2 separate regions of the Mus musculus genome follow, and region 2 is linked to region 1. A link is a contact called in public HiChIP or PLAC-seq data. All regions are on one chromosome and are shown on one strand. The core of a region is the stretch at or near the end of the contact, and the rest is flanking DNA. Distances in the headings are between cores, read along the strand shown. Region 1 overlaps Srpk2 (serine/arginine-rich protein specific kinase 2). Region 2 overlaps Pus7 (pseudouridylate synthase 7).

The links. HiChIP or PLAC-seq counts read pairs in DNA pulled down with a chosen protein or histone mark.
Region 2: a contact with region 1 is called in an H3K27ac HiChIP or PLAC-seq map of embryonic stem cells, with 5 read pairs. The contact joins two enhancer-like sites. A contact is called at or near these places in 2 of 15 datasets of contacts at CTCF or cohesin (large pre-B cells and pro-B cells), 21 of 484 Hi-C or Micro-C datasets (B cells, the Ba/F3 cell line, CD4 T cells and 14 more), 2 of 115 datasets of contacts at active chromatin or transcription factors (embryonic stem cells and large pre-B cells) and 3 of 9 other capture datasets (adipose tissue, liver and pancreatic islet).

Annotation. Positions count from the first base shown.
Region 1 is chr5:23,651,238-23,653,937 of GRCm38.p6, forward strand. All of the region lies in intron 2 of Srpk2 (serine/arginine-rich protein specific kinase 2), which reads right to left. Among named protein-coding and RNA genes, the nearest start is that of Srpk2, 23 kb to the right of the region's middle. Within about 2 kb of position 1,309, at least 19 of the 459 cell types and tissues checked have an H3K27ac peak or open chromatin away from gene starts, as enhancers often do. A contact at or near this core is called in embryonic stem cells, where this site is marked.
Region 2 is chr5:23,754,970-23,757,669 of GRCm38.p6, forward strand. The region is part of intron 7 of Pus7 (pseudouridylate synthase 7); the gene reads right to left. Among named protein-coding and RNA genes, the nearest start is that of Pus7, 27 kb to the right of the region's middle. Within about 2 kb of position 1,357, at least 7 of the 459 cell types and tissues checked have an H3K27ac peak or open chromatin away from gene starts, as enhancers often do. A contact at or near this core is called in embryonic stem cells, where this site is marked.

The DNA of each region.
Region 1 (2,700 bases), core at 59-2,558:
TACATAAAAACTAAATCGTTTTAAAAGATGCTATCAATTGTATCTAATCCTTTTTTCAGATAAGCAAGTGGTCTCTTAGCACTCCAGCCCATACGTTTAAATGCTTATACTTTCTCTTCCTCCGTGGTGTGTCATGAGGCTAGTTTTACTGTGCATTTAAGGAGAAATAGCATTGCCTATGCTCCCAAAAGACAGTCTGCATTCTCTCTTCTCTCACTCAGAATCACTAACACCCACATACATCCCTGACAAGGTACAGGAGCAAATCACAGGAGCTGATGATCCTATTTTACTAACTACCTCTCCTCACCTTAACGCTTCTGACACAGCAGTTCTCAGCCTGTGAGTAGCAGCACCTTTCCGGGTTGAATGACCCTTTCACAGAGGTCATCTAAGACAATCAGAAATAGCAGATATTTACATTACAACTAATAACAGGAAGAAAATTACAGTTATGAAGTAGCAACGAAATAATTTTATGGTTGGGGTCACCACAACATGAGGAACTGTGTTAAAGGGTTGCAGCATTAGGAAGGCTGAGAACCACTGTTAGAACACAAAATTTCAACTGGCTTAGGGCTGGGAAGATGGCTCAGTATACCAGGTGTTTGCCATGGAAGCATGAGGACCAGACCTCAGATCCTAGCGCCCACACAGAAGCCAGGAGAATGTGGGCCTCTCTGCAATCCCAGATCTGTAACAGAAACAGAGTCATCTCTGATGGAAACTGGCAAGACAGGTTCAGCTGGAGATCCTGCCTTCATTAGTAAAGTAGCGATCAGTCAGGGACAACCACTAGCTTCCACTCACACCCACACACCTATACACTTCCACATATACAAGGGCACACACATGACGTTTTCCAATTCAACACTTTTTAAAAAGTGAGCTACAAATATGAAATGAACCAATTTTTAATGTATTTAACAAAATATAAAAATTTTAATCGGTAAAATTTCTTTAATGTTTCTCATTTTATAAAACCTGCTAGGGGCTAGCAAAGTAACTTAGCGGCTTAAAATGCTCGCTGCTGAGGCGGACCATCTGAATTTGATCCTCAAGAAAAGAACTGAATCCTGCAAGTCTCTCCTTGATCTCCACAAACACACCGCACATGCTCACATGTGAGCACACACAATAAAGAAGTATAGAAAAGAAACAATAGTTTGTAAGAGTAATAACACTTTTTTAAGAATAAACAAAACAATACCCGGAGCATGCAAAGGCATGCCTGTAATCCCAGCAGTACAGAGGCTGAGGCACTAGGAGCGTTCCTGCTCAGGCTCGACTTGCAGGCAGAGACCTGTCTCAGGAAACCAAACCCGGGCAGGGAACGGAGCTCAGCTGCCACGGTGCTTGCCTAGAGTCCTTTCCAGCCCTGCAAAAATCTGCACTCCCAGCACTGGACAGGCATAAGCAAAGGAACCAAAGTTAATGTCATTCTCAGTACAGAAAATTCAAAGCCAGCTGGGACCCTATCTCCAAAACAAAAATTAGTACTATCCTGAGATTAAAACGCAAATTCTCACAAATAGCAACCAGTAAGGTTACTTCTACCACAATGAAAGCCAATAAGCAAGTTAAATATATCTTATAGTCGAGATAAAAATCAGTAATATTTTTACCATTTAATTATTTTAGCTTTTAAACTAATTTCACAAAAATATTACAAAAGCTTATCTCCCATCAGAAGCTACACAATGGCCCTCAAGACCAGGCAGTGGTGGCACATGCCTTTAATCCCAGCACTCGGGAGGCAGAGGCAGGCAGATTTCTGAGTTCGAGGCCAGCCTGGTCTACAGAGTGAGTTTCAGGATAGCCAGGAATACACAGAGAAACTCCATCTTAAAAGCTTATACCTACGTCTATTCAGTAGAAAAAAACAGACAATGTTGCTAAGACAACACACAAAGTGGGCTGAAAATAGAACTACTAACGTAAACAGCTGGAACCGAAATTGTAAGGATAAGTCTCCAGGGTTTTATGAATTCAGCAACAGATTCTTAAGATACATTTAAAAAAAAAAAAAAGTATAGGCAAGGCCTTCCTGATGATCCAGTGAAAAAATCAGGAAGCTATATATCCTGAGAATTTTGCCCACCCTCACCATCTCCTAGCTCCAGACTTGCAGCTCATGTGCTGGCTCTCCCTAAAGAAGACTGTTACAGAGAACAACTGACTTAAGAGGCCCACAACCTGGGGCTGGCTAGTCGGCTCAGTGGTGAAGAGCACTGACTGCTCTTCTGAAGGTCCTGAGTTCAAATCTCAGCAACCACATAGTGGCTCACAACCATCTGTAATGAGATCTGATGCCCTCTTCTGGTATGTCTGAAGATAGCTACAGTGTACTTACATATAATAATAAATCTTTGGGCCAACCAGAGTGAGCAGAGGTCCTAAATTCAATTCCCAACAACCATATGAAGATTCACAACCACATGTACAGCTACAGTGTACTCATACATAAAATAGATAAATCTTTAAAAAAAGAAAAAGAGAGAGAGGTCCACAACCCAAATGACATGTTTACAACCCTACTCAGGTACAAGAGAGGGCAGAAGATTTTAGGAGCTGGAGGATGCTTCTAGGTAGTATCTTCTATACATGACAGGGAAACCAAATCCATGAAACCTCACCTATATGGCTGCCTAAAGTAACAGTACACATGCCACAGCAGATGAGGGAAGTCTAACAAGACCC
Region 2 (2,700 bases), core at 107-2,606, 100 kb after region 1:
GAAGAAAGACTTCATTGGTTCATCCCTGAAAAAGGCCCAGACCCCTGCATTTCCTCATTCCCTTAAACGCACACTGAAGATGTGTGGAGCTAGATTCAGAACCCGGTACCCTGCTGTTTCATAGACGTGTTTCCCATACTGTTGGAACTGTCTCATTAGAAAGTCTTTTGCCTTCCTCGACAGGACATCTGCAGAAAAGCAAACACAAAATCTTTCTTTACACCATAACCCTCCCCACTCACTGCTGTTAACAGTTTTTTCTTTGAAAGACTGAATTTTTATTTATGTGTGTGCATGAGTATGCATGTGTGCGTGCATGTGTGTGTATACATGTGAATAATTACAGGTCTCTCCAGAGGTCAGCCGTTGGCTATCCCTAGAGCCAGAGTTACAGGAGGCCATAGCTGCCTAGTGTGGTGCTAGGAACCAAACTCAGGTCCACTAGAAGAGCAGCAGACATAAATAACAAAAGATGTTTATCTCAGAGGGCTTCATGTTCTTGATATATAAAATTTTTGAAAATGCTAAACTTTGTATTTTTATTAAAAAAAAAATATATAATGGAGGCTGAGGAGACGCTCAGTGGTTGAGAGAACTTGCTGTTCTTACAGAGGACCTGGGTTTGATTCCCAGCACCCAACACACAACTCCAGTTCCAGACCCAACATCCTCCTCTGACATCCACAGGCACCACGCCTGCGCATATGGTATACACACAGACAAAACACTCACACTTAGATCAACAAAACAAAAGAGGCAAGGCCAAAAGCCCCTGTGCGGGCTATAGGGAGGTCTTCCTGGTCAGCCGCAGGTCAGCCAAGGTTAAAGTGAGATCCTGCCTAAAGACAGACAAACAGCACCCAAAACCTCAAAATACAATACACAGATGAAAGGTGTCAGCCATTGCTTTCCCGCCCCATGCCTGTCCCGTGACATCACCATCCCCAAAGGCGTCCATTCGTGTCGTTGGATTAACCTGAATACAAATGGAATCCTTAGGTCCATCTAGGCTCTAAGAATCCAGTTTTATTTATCTATTAGTTGTCTTTAAGATTCTCTGATTTGTATCATGGAGTAATTGTTTCCTATTTTCAATGATTAGAAACAATGCAACAAACACACCATGGTGCCCAAGAGCATGGTGTTAATTTTTCCATGTCCATGTCTCCTCTGAAGTGACAGCTACTCTGTCAAGCAGCAGAGACAAGGGGGTGAGCCTGGCTTGAGTCTGTCAGTGGCTTCCAGTATAGTTATGTCTGTGCGCACTCGCGTACACTTATGTTTCCGTGTGAGGACATTTGTGTATATGTGTTTATGAACAGAGGACTGTGGAAGCACTGGGGGTGTGGCTTCACCCCCACGCATCTGTTCATGGACCCATTCAACAGGCCTTTCCAGTTTTAACACAAGGGGGAACTAATGGGGCCACTCTGCTCTACTCCTTGGCCAAAGTAAATACATTAAAAAAGAAAATGAAACTACGTACATTTTAGAATTCACCTTCACAGGGCTGAAGAGTACTTGCTGGATCTCAGGCACCCACACCAGGCCACTGACAAACACCCGTGACTCTAGCTCTAGGGGATGCGATGCCCTCTTCTGGCCACTGAAGGTACCCCACACAGGGCACACACACAAATTAAAAATAAAGCTTGAAAAATTCGCCTGGGGGTGGAGAGATGGCCAATGGCTAAGAACATTTGTTGCTCTTGCAGGAGACCCAGGTTTGATTCTCAGCACTCACACAGTGGCTCACAACCATCTGTATTTCATTTCCAGAAGATGTGACCCCTATTCTGACTTCCATGGGCACCAGGCATACAGTGCACATACGTAGAAGTTAATAAACTGTTCACACACATACAAATAACATACATCTTTTTAAAAAAATCATCTATATAATATCCGAGCTCCTGGAATTTATGTTATTTCAGTGCTAGGAATTGAGCTTAGGGCTTCATACATGCTAGGCAAACATTCTATCCTTAAACTCTCAGCTCTCCTGGAATTCTTTAGCAAAATTGCCCTACTACTCCCTGAAGACACTCAGTGAACCACACCTCCAGAGCTTCCATGGTTCTGTGCTCACAGACATGGATAATGCAGAAATGTGCATGCATGTGCGCGCACACACACACATACATATATACACACACACACACACTCTCATATGTACATATGTACTAGGCACCAGCCTGTTTGTTTCCTTGCTTGCTATGTAAGGAAGCTCCTTAGTGCTCCATCTCCCTTTCTCACTTTTGTTCACTGTCAGGTATTCAGCCTTACTAAGTTACAAAAAAAAAAAAAAAAAAAGTTGCTGCACTAATAGAAAACGTAGGAAGATGGCCATCCAAGTCAGGAAATGGGTGAAACTGGAACACCCAGTTCCCCTCTGCCCCGTGAAGCAGTCGGGCCTCACACAAACCAGGGCGAGCTTGAGCAGGTGTGTTCCAGGCCCTTGAATCAAGATGTGCAGGGAGGATGCTCAAAGTCGACAAGGACCTACAAAAGCAGGGGGTCAGCACAAACAGATTGCGGACCAACTGATGGAGCTCTGTAGTCAGCAGACACTGCTGGAGAAAGGACGGGGTTTCAGAGCAGAAACAGAAAAAAAAAAAAACAAATAAAATAAAACTAAGCAAAAGCAAAAGATAGGGGCCAAAAGAACCAAGTTATCAGCCTGGCTGCCCGTGACCCTGG